3 separate regions of the Sus scrofa genome follow, and all the other regions are linked to region 2. Evidence: chromatin contacts called from public HiChIP or PLAC-seq data. All regions are on one chromosome and are shown on one strand. Each heading gives the region's core, a stretch centred on a gene start, on an enhancer-like site or on the middle of the called end of the contact. The rest is flanking DNA. Distances are from core to core; before and after follow the strand shown. Region 1 overlaps LOC100525237. Region 2 has its middle 6.8 kb from the start of GYPA. Region 3 has its middle 120 kb from the start of HHIP.

The links. HiChIP or PLAC-seq counts read pairs in DNA pulled down with a chosen protein or histone mark.
Region 1: a contact with region 2 is called in an H3K27ac HiChIP or PLAC-seq map of alveolar macrophages. The contact joins two enhancer-like sites. A contact is called at or near these places in 1 of 5 promoter capture datasets (liver), 3 of 47 Hi-C or Micro-C datasets (liver and skeletal muscle) and 1 of 2 datasets of contacts at active chromatin or transcription factors (alveolar macrophages).
Region 3: a contact with region 2 is called in an H3K27ac HiChIP or PLAC-seq map of alveolar macrophages. The contact joins two enhancer-like sites. A contact is called at or near these places in 1 of 5 promoter capture datasets (liver), 3 of 47 Hi-C or Micro-C datasets (embryonic fibroblasts and epiblast stem cells) and 1 of 2 datasets of contacts at active chromatin or transcription factors (alveolar macrophages).

The regions. Positions count from the first base shown.
Region 1 is chr8:83,701,501-83,704,837 of Sscrofa11.1, reverse strand. LOC100525237 reads right to left here. Exons shown (of 4, transcript XR_304986.3): 4 at 2,350-2,419. Among named protein-coding and RNA genes, the nearest start is that of HHIP, 25 kb to the right of the region's middle. Within about 2 kb of position 1,572, at least 1 of the 83 cell types and tissues checked has an H3K27ac peak or open chromatin away from gene starts, as enhancers often do. A contact at or near this core is called in alveolar macrophages, where this site is marked.
Region 2 is chr8:84,028,984-84,032,621 of Sscrofa11.1, reverse strand. No RefSeq gene overlaps it. Among named protein-coding and RNA genes, the nearest start is that of GYPA, 6.8 kb to the left of the region's middle. Within about 2 kb of position 1,466, at least 2 of the 83 cell types and tissues checked have an H3K27ac peak or open chromatin away from gene starts, as enhancers often do. A contact at or near this core is called in alveolar macrophages, where this site is marked.
Region 3 is chr8:83,560,122-83,563,753 of Sscrofa11.1, reverse strand. No RefSeq gene overlaps it. Among named protein-coding and RNA genes, the nearest start is that of HHIP, 120 kb to the left of the region's middle. Within about 2 kb of position 1,968, at least 5 of the 83 cell types and tissues checked have an H3K27ac peak or open chromatin away from gene starts, as enhancers often do. A contact at or near this core is called in alveolar macrophages, where this site is marked.

The DNA of each region.
Region 1 (3,337 bases), core at 323-2,822, 330 kb after region 2:
AGATTGCTCAGTATGCAAAAGATTGCTGCTCCTGAGCTTCCTGGTTTACATCATCTCACTCTCGGCCACGGCAGGGACTAACACGCTGCCTCTGAATCTAAAGGTCACACTCCTGGGAGAGAGAACTGAATTGGTCCAGCTTGGGTTAGGTGTCTCCTCCTTCCCCCCCCCCCCTTCACCTGCCTCCTCCAACCCTCTGTGGCCGATCAGACAGGGCTGACTTGAGGAAGCTGGCAGCGCACTTCCATGGGTGTGTCATGGTACTGACTCTGACTGGAAGCTGTACAATTATCCAGAAGCTTTCTAGGCCTCCATCCTCAACCAAAACCTGCACGACTCTGAGGTCCTTTGACCTCTTTCCCCAGGAGCTCTCTGAATACCTCATCATGGGATGGAAGGATAACTGTTTTCAAGTCCTGACTACAATTCCCACAGCCCCTTGTTCCAATTTCTTAGCTACACTCTGCCCAACTTATATCTGGGTCTTAATCATATCCTGAACCTCTTGCCTCATGTTCTGGCATGAAGGAGGCTGGCACTATTTCCCTCCCCTCTAGTTTGTAGGGAAAATTTCAGATAAAAAGAGACAGGAAATATACCAGCCACTGAGGATACAAAAAAGAATTGGATATGATCACTCCGCTTCATGAGCAGAAGGGAAAACAGCAAGAACAAAAAATTGCAGAACCATGTAAGAAGCACAATCATGATGGGAAAAGTGACAACACAAAAGAGGAAAGTACTAAATTATGCTAAAACATTTATTTTAAAAAGCCATTATCTTTAGAAAGCAGCAAAGGAAAGCATCAGTTGTTGATATTTTGCGGATAAAATATTAAAAAGTTCAAAGCAGCAAAAGTAAGTGTAATTAAATGAAATGACTTCTTTAGAATGTGACTTCTGACTCAAGATTGAATTTTCTCTTTGCATATTAAAGAACCCCATGGAAAAGAAAACAATTAAGATTTAGCCTTGGTAAAGCACATAAGTGTTAGTATCCTTTCCAAATTTAAATTGATAGATGATTTTTAGTTTACTTCACAAAGAAGTTTAAGGATACATCTTTTGAATGAGTTAGGTGTAAATTAACCAGAAATACTCATGTTTGGCAATAATTTCGTTCATAAAGTGATTTAGTTTTGTCAGGGTGCTACTAATTTAAACCAGATGCCCTACTTTGTACATGACATTCTTGCATTACAAGGAGATTCTTGGCTAATAGCATCATAATTTCCACAGGATAGTTCAGAAGACACACACGGAGTAGTGACACTATCATTAAGGGCCATCACTCACCAAGACGATGCTGGTACCTCCACCCTTTCATTCAGAAAATAGTCTCTGGAAGGAAAAAAGAATGTGTGATGGGGTTGAGGGGATAGTTGGAATAAATTGTCAAAAACTGAACATCTGTATTTCTCAGAATCACCACTTTTCTTTTGTAGTTTTAGCTTAAGTCTTAATTTATTGTATTATCTTTGCTTTTATATTGTCTTGGGTGAGACCCATTTCCATCCTTCTCTTTGAGTCATGTGGGATGGCTACTAATGGAGATGATGACAGCACAGTGTTGAATCACACAGTCAAGAGGGGAAAAAAGCTGCAGCTGATTATCATTTCTCCAGATGCCACAACACAGTTAAAGTAGCAGCGGTAATAAATTAGATGTGCAGGCTCTTTCTTTATAGCAATGGCAAGGTTAAACCAAGAAAATCAATGGACAGCTTTGTACCAAGTATTTATTATATGTGATACGCAGTAGGGGGTTACAAATTATCTTCTCATCTTTAAGGTATTGGCAAACCAGCTCCAGAGCCAAGGCATGGTCACACAAAAATTTTAAAAAATTAAACCTTGGTTAAGTTCACCAATGGGTGGTAACAAAAGAATTTATTGAAGGGATAATAGAGATTTAAATCAGTAGGATAACATCAGTATACAGACTTTTTTTGCTTACGCAGTTCATTTAATCCTGACAATCAATCTGAAAAACTGCTCTTGTTATTTCTCTTTACAGATGAGCGTCCAACAGCTCAGAAGTTCAAATGTCGCTTTCTCACAGTCACAGTAAAAAGGCAGTCTTCCTTGATATTTTTGTTCTCAAAAGGTTGTCATGCTAAAATGCTGAAAACCAGATACTGACACTGAAGACCAGATGAGGGCACGGGTTGGCGTTTACGAGCATGAAAAAAAAAAGAAAACAAAAACTCATTACCCAACCACCACATCCACTAACTAGTCAGTCAGTACACAGAGTGATTATAAATAGAGATGTGTGAGAGCACACATCCAGTCTTTCCTTCACAGCCACAACGGCATGCCACTCACTGTTTTTCAACTAAGACATACTTGTGCAATTCCCTGAGTCCTCAGACTTTTCAAGAAGTCTTGGAACTTCTGTGCTTGAAATGACAAATCTCTAAAGGAGAAAAGAAGAAAAAAGTTTGCCTCCATCAGTGTAGCACTGAAAACTCAATTTAAAATTTGTCCCTGTTGTAACTGCTGAGTTGCTCTTCAACAAATGTGACAGAACGGATATATCGCACAGTTTGAAACCAACGACTAGTATGAAATTTGGGAGTATTAATGCAAGATGTCATTTCACATTAGCAGAAATGTTTGTGGTTGAACCTAGCTTAAATACACTAATAAAAACCACAATAGTTTCTCAAAAATTTTGTTTCCCACAACTGATCAATAAGTAAGCTCTGCTTGGCTTCTCCAGATAAAGATGACCTGAAAAATAAAACAAAAAACAAAAGAAAAAATAGAAGAAAATGACCTATTTTAAAAGAAGTATTTAGGTTATAAAACGACAAAATGATTTTTTTTCTTGTGCTTCATAAACTGGTTCTGAGGGAAATTCCAAGAAAGTGACTAAATTCTGTGAGCCGAGGAAGCATTAGCATAGTTTTCTAAAGTGACTACTTGCCAACTTGTTTTTATACGTTTTGAAGTGTCTGTTTTAAAAATTGATTTTAAAGTTATACAGATCAATTGTTTGAAGAGAACACACTCAAATTTTTCAGGTACCTGCTTTAGGACTTCAAAGCAATACAATTTTTTAAAGTATACCAAAAGGTTATCAGCTTTTATCTTGGCATACAGGATAGAATGAGATTATTGTGATTTTTGTTTCCTCTGTGCCTTTTTGTATTTTCTACATTTTCTACACTGAGAATGTATTTCATTTGTAATAAGAAAAAAAAAATGATTTGTTTCTGAAATAAGCTTGTTCACATTGTATTCTGGGGGTATAAAGTAGTACCATCATTCTTTCTGAGAAAAACCAAAATTTCCTCTCAGAAGGAAAAAAAATAAGGTTTCTATAAAAATT
Region 2 (3,638 bases), core at 217-2,716:
TAACGCTATTGGAATGGAAGAAGGCACACATTATCAGAGAGGAAAATAGCCTGACATTCAGAATTAAAGGAGATGCCATGTCTGGAACCTAGGATCCACAGAGTCAGCCCAGAGCTCTCTTGCTCTCTCGCTCTCTCTCTCTCTCTTTTTTTTTAATTTTTTATTTTTAGTTCTGTGAGTGAGGCATGTGGAAGTTCCCAAGCTAGGGGTTAAATCAGAGCTATAGCTGCCGGCCTATACCACAGCCATAGCAATACCAGATCTGAGCCTTGTCTGTGACCTACACCACAGCTCACAGCAACGCTGGATCCTGAACTCACTGATGGAGGCCAGGGATCGAACCCGAGTCCTCATGGACACTAATCAGGTTCGTTACCGCTGAGCCACGACGGGAACTCCCCAGCCTGAATTTTCCAAGCACAGTATCAGTATCTTTGTGGCATCTGTACCTTCGTGTTGGGAGAAGGCTGAGGACCCAGCCTGAGACACCACTCTTCTCTGTAGAAGCTGGGCTTCTGCTCTTGTCATTTCATCTTGAGGAAAAGCCTGAGGGGCTATTTGCCGCTAGTGGGAGGCCAGCAGTGCCTTGAGAGCGTGGCTTGAGAGCAAGGGCAAGTTGGCTGTAACAAATCCTTCAGCTTCTCCCACAAGGACTTGGTACACAGCCATTGCTCTGGGGAAGTGCCTTTCAGTCCTTCTAGCTCATTCTACTCATCCTGTCCAGCTTTCCTCAGTTTTAGTCAACCCAGAAGACCTACGTGACTTTTACTTTCCACTAATTGGTATTAAGATGCAAAGGGGGAGTTCCTTGGTGGCCTGGCAGTTAAGGACTCAGTGTCGTCAGGTTCAGTCCCTGGTTGTAGAAATTCTGCATGCCATGGCAAGGCAAAAAAGAACGAAAAGAAAGCAAGGAAGGAAGGAAGGGAGGAAGGGAGAAGGAAAGAAAGAAAAAGAACATGAATATATGTCTTAAGAACGACCCAGCCCCATGACCGCCTACCACATGGTCCTGGGACCGACTGGATGTGTGAAGGGCTCGCTGCCAACAGGAAGGACCTGTCTCTGCCAGGCTAAACTCAAAGCAGGAAACTTAATTCATACGTTTAGAAAGTATTTCCCAAGGTGCTACCTTTCCTCCAATAATTGTGACAAAGATGCCTGGAAAGTCTCTTCTTTCTGCTTGTCCCTCGATTGCAAAATTTACCGAATAGTATTTGATACAGAGACAAAAAAGAGAACTTGTATTTTACCCTATGATTGCAAAAGCCGTTAAGACAAATGAAGCCTCAGGAAACATTTTCCAGGCATAGCTTTCAGCAGATAGATGGCGTATGGATTCCTTGTGTAACATTTGAGGGTTTTGATGATGTGGGTGTTTACAAAACATGGTTCCTCAGAATCTGATAACACTCTGCTTCTTTCTTTTCTCCAAGGGGCATAACCTTGTCCGGATGGACCAGGGTGACCATACAGCTCACAGAGGGCGGTTTGGGTAATTCTTGGTCCTATTGTCAGCCACAGGCGGCCCTTGGGGGAGTGCTGAGTGGGCGTCTCTCCACACAGACCTCCTGCCAAGTTCACCACATACTCCTCTTGGATGGCACGGCTGCTGTGTCTGGGTGACCGTTTCCTTCTTAGAATCATCTGGCCGTTGGATACTAGGTATTGAAAACCATTCTCCGAATTCCCGTCATGGCACAGTGGAAACGAATCCGACTAGGAACCATGGGGTTGAGGATTCGATCCCTGGCCCCACTCAGTGGGGTAAGGATCCGGCGTTGCCGTGAGCTGTGGTGTAGGTTGCAGACGCGGCTCAGATCCTGTGTTGCTATGGTTGTGGTGTAGGCTGGTGGCTACAGCTCCGATTAGACCCCTAGCCTGGGAACCTCCATATGCCGTGAAAGCGGCCCAAGAAATGGCATAAAGACAAAAAAAAAAAAAAAAAAGACAAGAAATTTCATCTTGAGACTTTTTATAAATTTTTATTTTCAGGGCCACATCTGTGACAGAGGGAAGTTCCCAGGCTAGGGTTTGAATCGGAGCTGCAGCTGAGGCCACAGCCACAGCAAAGGCAGATCCGAGCTGCGTCTGTGACCTACACCACAACTCACAGCAATGCTTGATCCTTAACCCATTTAGCAAGGCCAGGAATTGAACTCACATCCTCACAGAGACAATGTCAGGTCCTTAACCCAGTGAGCCACATGGGAACTCTTTTTTTTTTTTTTTTTTTTTTTTTCCGATTTGGCAGGACACAAGGAATTTTCCGGGCCAGAGACTGAACCCATGCTGTAGTTGCAACCTGCACCACAGCTGCAGCAATGCTAGATCCTTAACCCACGGTGCCATATGGCAACTTCTCTAAAACTTTATCCTAACGCTGCAAGAGTTCAAAGACTTAGCTCCAGGGATAATAGAAAAAAAATAAAACAACCTAAATAGCCAGTAATAGACAAATGCCTAAAGAAAATATGATGAAATACTGTGATCACCAAAAATAATGTGTGGAGGGATATTGAATGCCATGGAAAGATGTTCATAATGTACTGTTAAAAAAAATATGTGTTGTGAAAGAGTATATTAACAGTTTAGTGTACTGTAAAAAAAACAAATTATAAAATAGTTGTCCTGTATGATATTTTTGTGAAGAATTACCTACTTTTGTGTGTTGCTGGGAATCTGTATATCTGTGAATAGAAATAAGACTGAGAAGAATACACTTCACGTACTGAGATTTTCTTCTCCTCCTTTTGCTACCATGAGAAAAAACATTTCCCTGTACTAATAAAGAGTTAGTTATTTCACCTAAAGAATGAGTAGAGGGAGTTCCCGTCGTGGCGCAGTGGTTAACGAATCCGACTAGGAACCATGAGGTTGCGGGTTCGGTCCCTGCCCTTGCTCAGTGGGTTAACGATCCGGCGTTGCCGTGAGCTGTGGTGTAGGTCACAGACGCGGCTCGGATCCCGCGTTGCTGTGGCTCTGGCGTAGGCCGGTGGCTACAGCTCCGATTCAACCCCTAGCCTGGGAACCTCCATATGCCGCGGGAGCGGCCCAAGAAATAGCAACAACAACAAAAAAGACAAAAAGACAAAAAAAAAAAAAAAAAGAATGAGTAGAAAAATTGTAAAACAAATAGGCAATTCTTGACTTTGGAAGATCCCTTTTTTCTAAAAGGAAAACAAGACTGGTTCGTTTGTTCTCTGTTTTGATCACTAGAGGGCACCAAAGTCATAAAGATTATTAGTCATTTTTTTTCTTTCCGTTTTCATTCTGTCACAGAGGGAAGTTTCTGGCCTCTCCTGTTTAGCAGTTTTGAAGCATTTACTGGAAGACCTCTTGCTGCTTAGACTTAAGGAGAGTAAACTGTTTAGACTAGGTTTTTTTCCCTAACATTAAATATTCCCTGCAACAGACAGCCATCTATCTATGGGACTATTCAAAACAGATGGGTGTTTCTGGAGAATGTGATTTATTTTCTTCTCTGATACCAAAGGGCTTATTGGCTGATACCTGCTGAATGTGAGTTCTGAGCCATGTTGTTGAGACAGGACCACAGAACACCCAGAGGCAGCACACATCGTTTCAAATGAAACACCATGGACCATTTCAAGGAAAAAACGTTGTGCCTTTACTGGTAA
Region 3 (3,632 bases), core at 719-3,218, 470 kb after region 2:
GGAACAAGATGCGGAACACAGGTTAGGGAGAAGACTTTGGCCAGAGACTGGCTGTTAATTTTTAATTCATAGTTGTAAAGCCTGAGAAATCTCACTATGATTTAGTTTCATATAATAATCAAAACAAATCTGTATGAGATCATTCCTTACAGAGCTTTAAGAAATATTCTTTTTGATTTCCCACAAGTCATATGAATTAATCACTCCTTGAATCAATAAGTATGTGCTGATCATTAATGGGTAGAATAAATAATAAACTCAAGGTTGCACATTCCAATATTTGCCCCAAACTGGAACTGCCATGGAGATTGCAACACAGAAATGCCATTTTTGATTCTTTCATTTTTTTCCCAACTTGAGCCCACCTGCCTCTTCTCTTTCAAATCACCTCAAGGATCATTTGAAGGTGAATAAAAAAGGCCACCTTCTTAATGTTGGCTTGCTTCTTTCCAGTTAACCAAGAAAAGCAACTGAGGAAAACAACAACAACTTCTGATGAAACACCCATTCTGAACTATAGGGTTGTGGATTAAAATCCAATAATTTTAATACTTTCTCTGCCATGAAGTCACCATGTGGTATCTCCAGGTTCTCAAATTATTTCTGTGTCCCCAATATTTTGTTCTAATAACAGAGATAATTTCTTCTAGCTCTTATATACCCATTATTATTCCTGAAATTGTATTTCTATCAAGCAGGAATCATTATATTCAAAATGTTCTGTCACATGGGTGGAGAAAGGCCATGCTTTTATCTCTAGCGGTGGGTATTAACGAGGGAAAACCAAAATTCTAAGAATAGAAAAAAAAGTCTTCTTGATCAGGACCTCTCATGTTTCTATCCATTTCTCATCCAACAAACATTTTGTTGAGCTGTTGCTTTCTGCACCCAGTATTTCTTCTACAAAGAGAGTGGACACAGTAGAAAACTCAGATGCATCCAGGGAAATTTTTTCTACAGTGATTAAAAATCAACCAAGAGGATAATATTTTGGAGTCATTGCTTCATGGTTAATCCTTGTTTTAAAACAGTTTCTATCAGGGGAATTGTTAGAGGGAGAAGCTAGCATGCACTGAGGCACACTGCATCAGAATGAGTGCCCACAGGAAACAGCTACTGACTCATCAGTCACAGCACGGAAAGAGAGAGAGCAATACCCCATCTTACAGAGGCGGGAAACCAAGGCACAAAGGAGTATAATAACTTGTCCAGGTTATTTATATGTAATAGATGCTAGAAGAGAAATTTAAACCAAATGTGTCTAATTACAAAACCTTTCCTCTACAACATATGCTTGTTTATACAGTGCTTTGCTACGTAGAAAAGATTAGCTTGCAACGTCCTACTGTATAGCACAGGGAACTATATTCAGTATCTTGTAATAACCTATAATGGAAAAGAATATGAAAAATATAAATATAGGAGTTTCCTACAGTGGCATTATCACTGCAATGTCTTGGGTCGTTGCTGTGGCGTGGGTTCTCTCCCTGGCTTGGGAACTTCTGTATGCAGCAGCTGTAGCCCCTGCCCCCCAAAAAAGAATAAATATATAAGTATATGTATATATGTAAAATTCAATCACTTTGCTGTAAACCTGAACATTGTAAATCACTATACTTCAATAAAAATTTTTTTTAAGTAAAAAAAAATTTTTAAAGACTACCTTATTCAGGGTACCTAAGTTAAGTTTCCTTTCTTAAGACAACCTGCATTTCAGAGTCATGTTATTATAATGCTTTATTTAAACTATCAGGCACCAACTCTTGGATTTGATGAGTATTAACATAAATTCAAAATAAAGGAGAGAAGAATATTTTGTATTTTACAAGTGTGAAAACCAATGTATGATCATGAACCTTGTGAAAGATCCAACCAGTGTTTCAAAAGCCACCAAAGGGATTACCCAGCAGACTGAGGAAACTTCACACTGGTCATTCTCTTCAAGTATTTCCCTGCCTCACTCTGGCTTTAACCCAGAGAGTTTCAAGAGGCAAAAGAAGCAGGAAGGAGAGTATGATTGGTAGGGTGGGGGTGGGGGTGGGTCTAAAGGCACGCCTTGTAGCAAGGAAGGGCCATCAGAGTGAAAATCAAAGAACCAGCCCTGAGAGCTTTGTTCTGAGTCATGAGAGGCATTTTGAAGTTCACTGGCTGGGATTAAACTCCCCCGAACAGCCTTCATCCCATTCCCGCTCCACATCCACATCCACACTCTATGTATTTACTTCTCACTGCCTTCTGTATCTGACAAAACCAGAGGCAGTTCTGGAAACCTGGCAGGAGGAGCTTCCAGGTGTCCTGCCCCAAGGGATTAGAAGAGCTCAGGTTTCAGGACCATCCCACCCATTTTCTCCTCCACACTGCACCCATCACTCACGTGGACAGGCACATCTCACACCTTTGTCTGTCTTCATGAGAGGTGTTTATAAATAAGGGCACCTGTCTGTGAAAGCCTGACATTCATCGGAGCACCAAGGAGACAACAGATGACATGTTTGGGGAGTTTCTGCCTGAACTTTCCTAACTTCTAGATCTGCACTACATAGGTTTTTGTGTTGCAGGAGAGAGAAACCAGTTCCTTATCTTTTTACTGGAAACACATCTGCAAACTTGTCACATTCTACAGCAAGTGAACCAAAGGTAAACATTTAATAGTACTTGGAACTCTACCCCTTCTCTGTTAAGGAAGGTTAAAACATGTTCATTTATGAAGTTTGGCTGAAACTAGATTCTTCTCCAAACACAAAAGGAGGTTGTAATTTCAAGAATTTTTCTCCTTGGATTTAATCATGAATATTAAGTATTGGTACCCAAGTGCCAGAGTAACAAACTTAAGTAAAGACCACCCATCAACTTAATTCCAAAAGCTTATTTCATGTAATTCAAGCTCCAGTTATCTGAGAGTGAGTGATGCTATTCGCAACTCCCCATAACAAAAGCCAAAGGGTTTAAAGCAATTTGACCTTTTCATTTTTTTACCAGTTTATTTTTCAGATAGCTGGGAAAATATTTTCCACTTCTATTTGATGACATGATTTCTAAATCATCTTGACTAATTTCTCAATTAGCCAAGATCACCCCAAATGCCACTTACATTGAATCATGGGCCCAAAAGGCCCTTAATCAGTGATAAAATTTTTGAAGCAAAACATAATTTGAACCCGATATTCCACAAGATCTTAATTCATAGAAGCAATGGACTTTTGCTTACAATTATAGTGTTTGCCACATCCCAGTATCATTCTTACTTCTTTTTAATGAATTTTTGTTCTATTCAGATTCAAACACCAAACTTCTTCCACCAGCCTAGCATTCCATCCACCTCCCTTGCCATTTTAGATGGAAACGGAAGATTCTATCTTTTATCACTTCAACAAGTTCAAAGTGCACTCCCCTCTCTTCCCCCAAACAAGAAATCACAGATGTTTCAGTCAATGATCTGTGACTAAAATCATTTCTGCAATTGAGACGTGATGCCAAAAGCAAAAACACATTCTTAATGCATTTTTCGCCTGGAAAAATAAGCTGTCTGCATTACAGGGAGAAATGTAAAACAAAGTAATCACAGAAGCCCAGAGGCATAAACCAGTTAAACTCTTCGACCTGCATCATATGTTGACGATTCTAATTTCTCT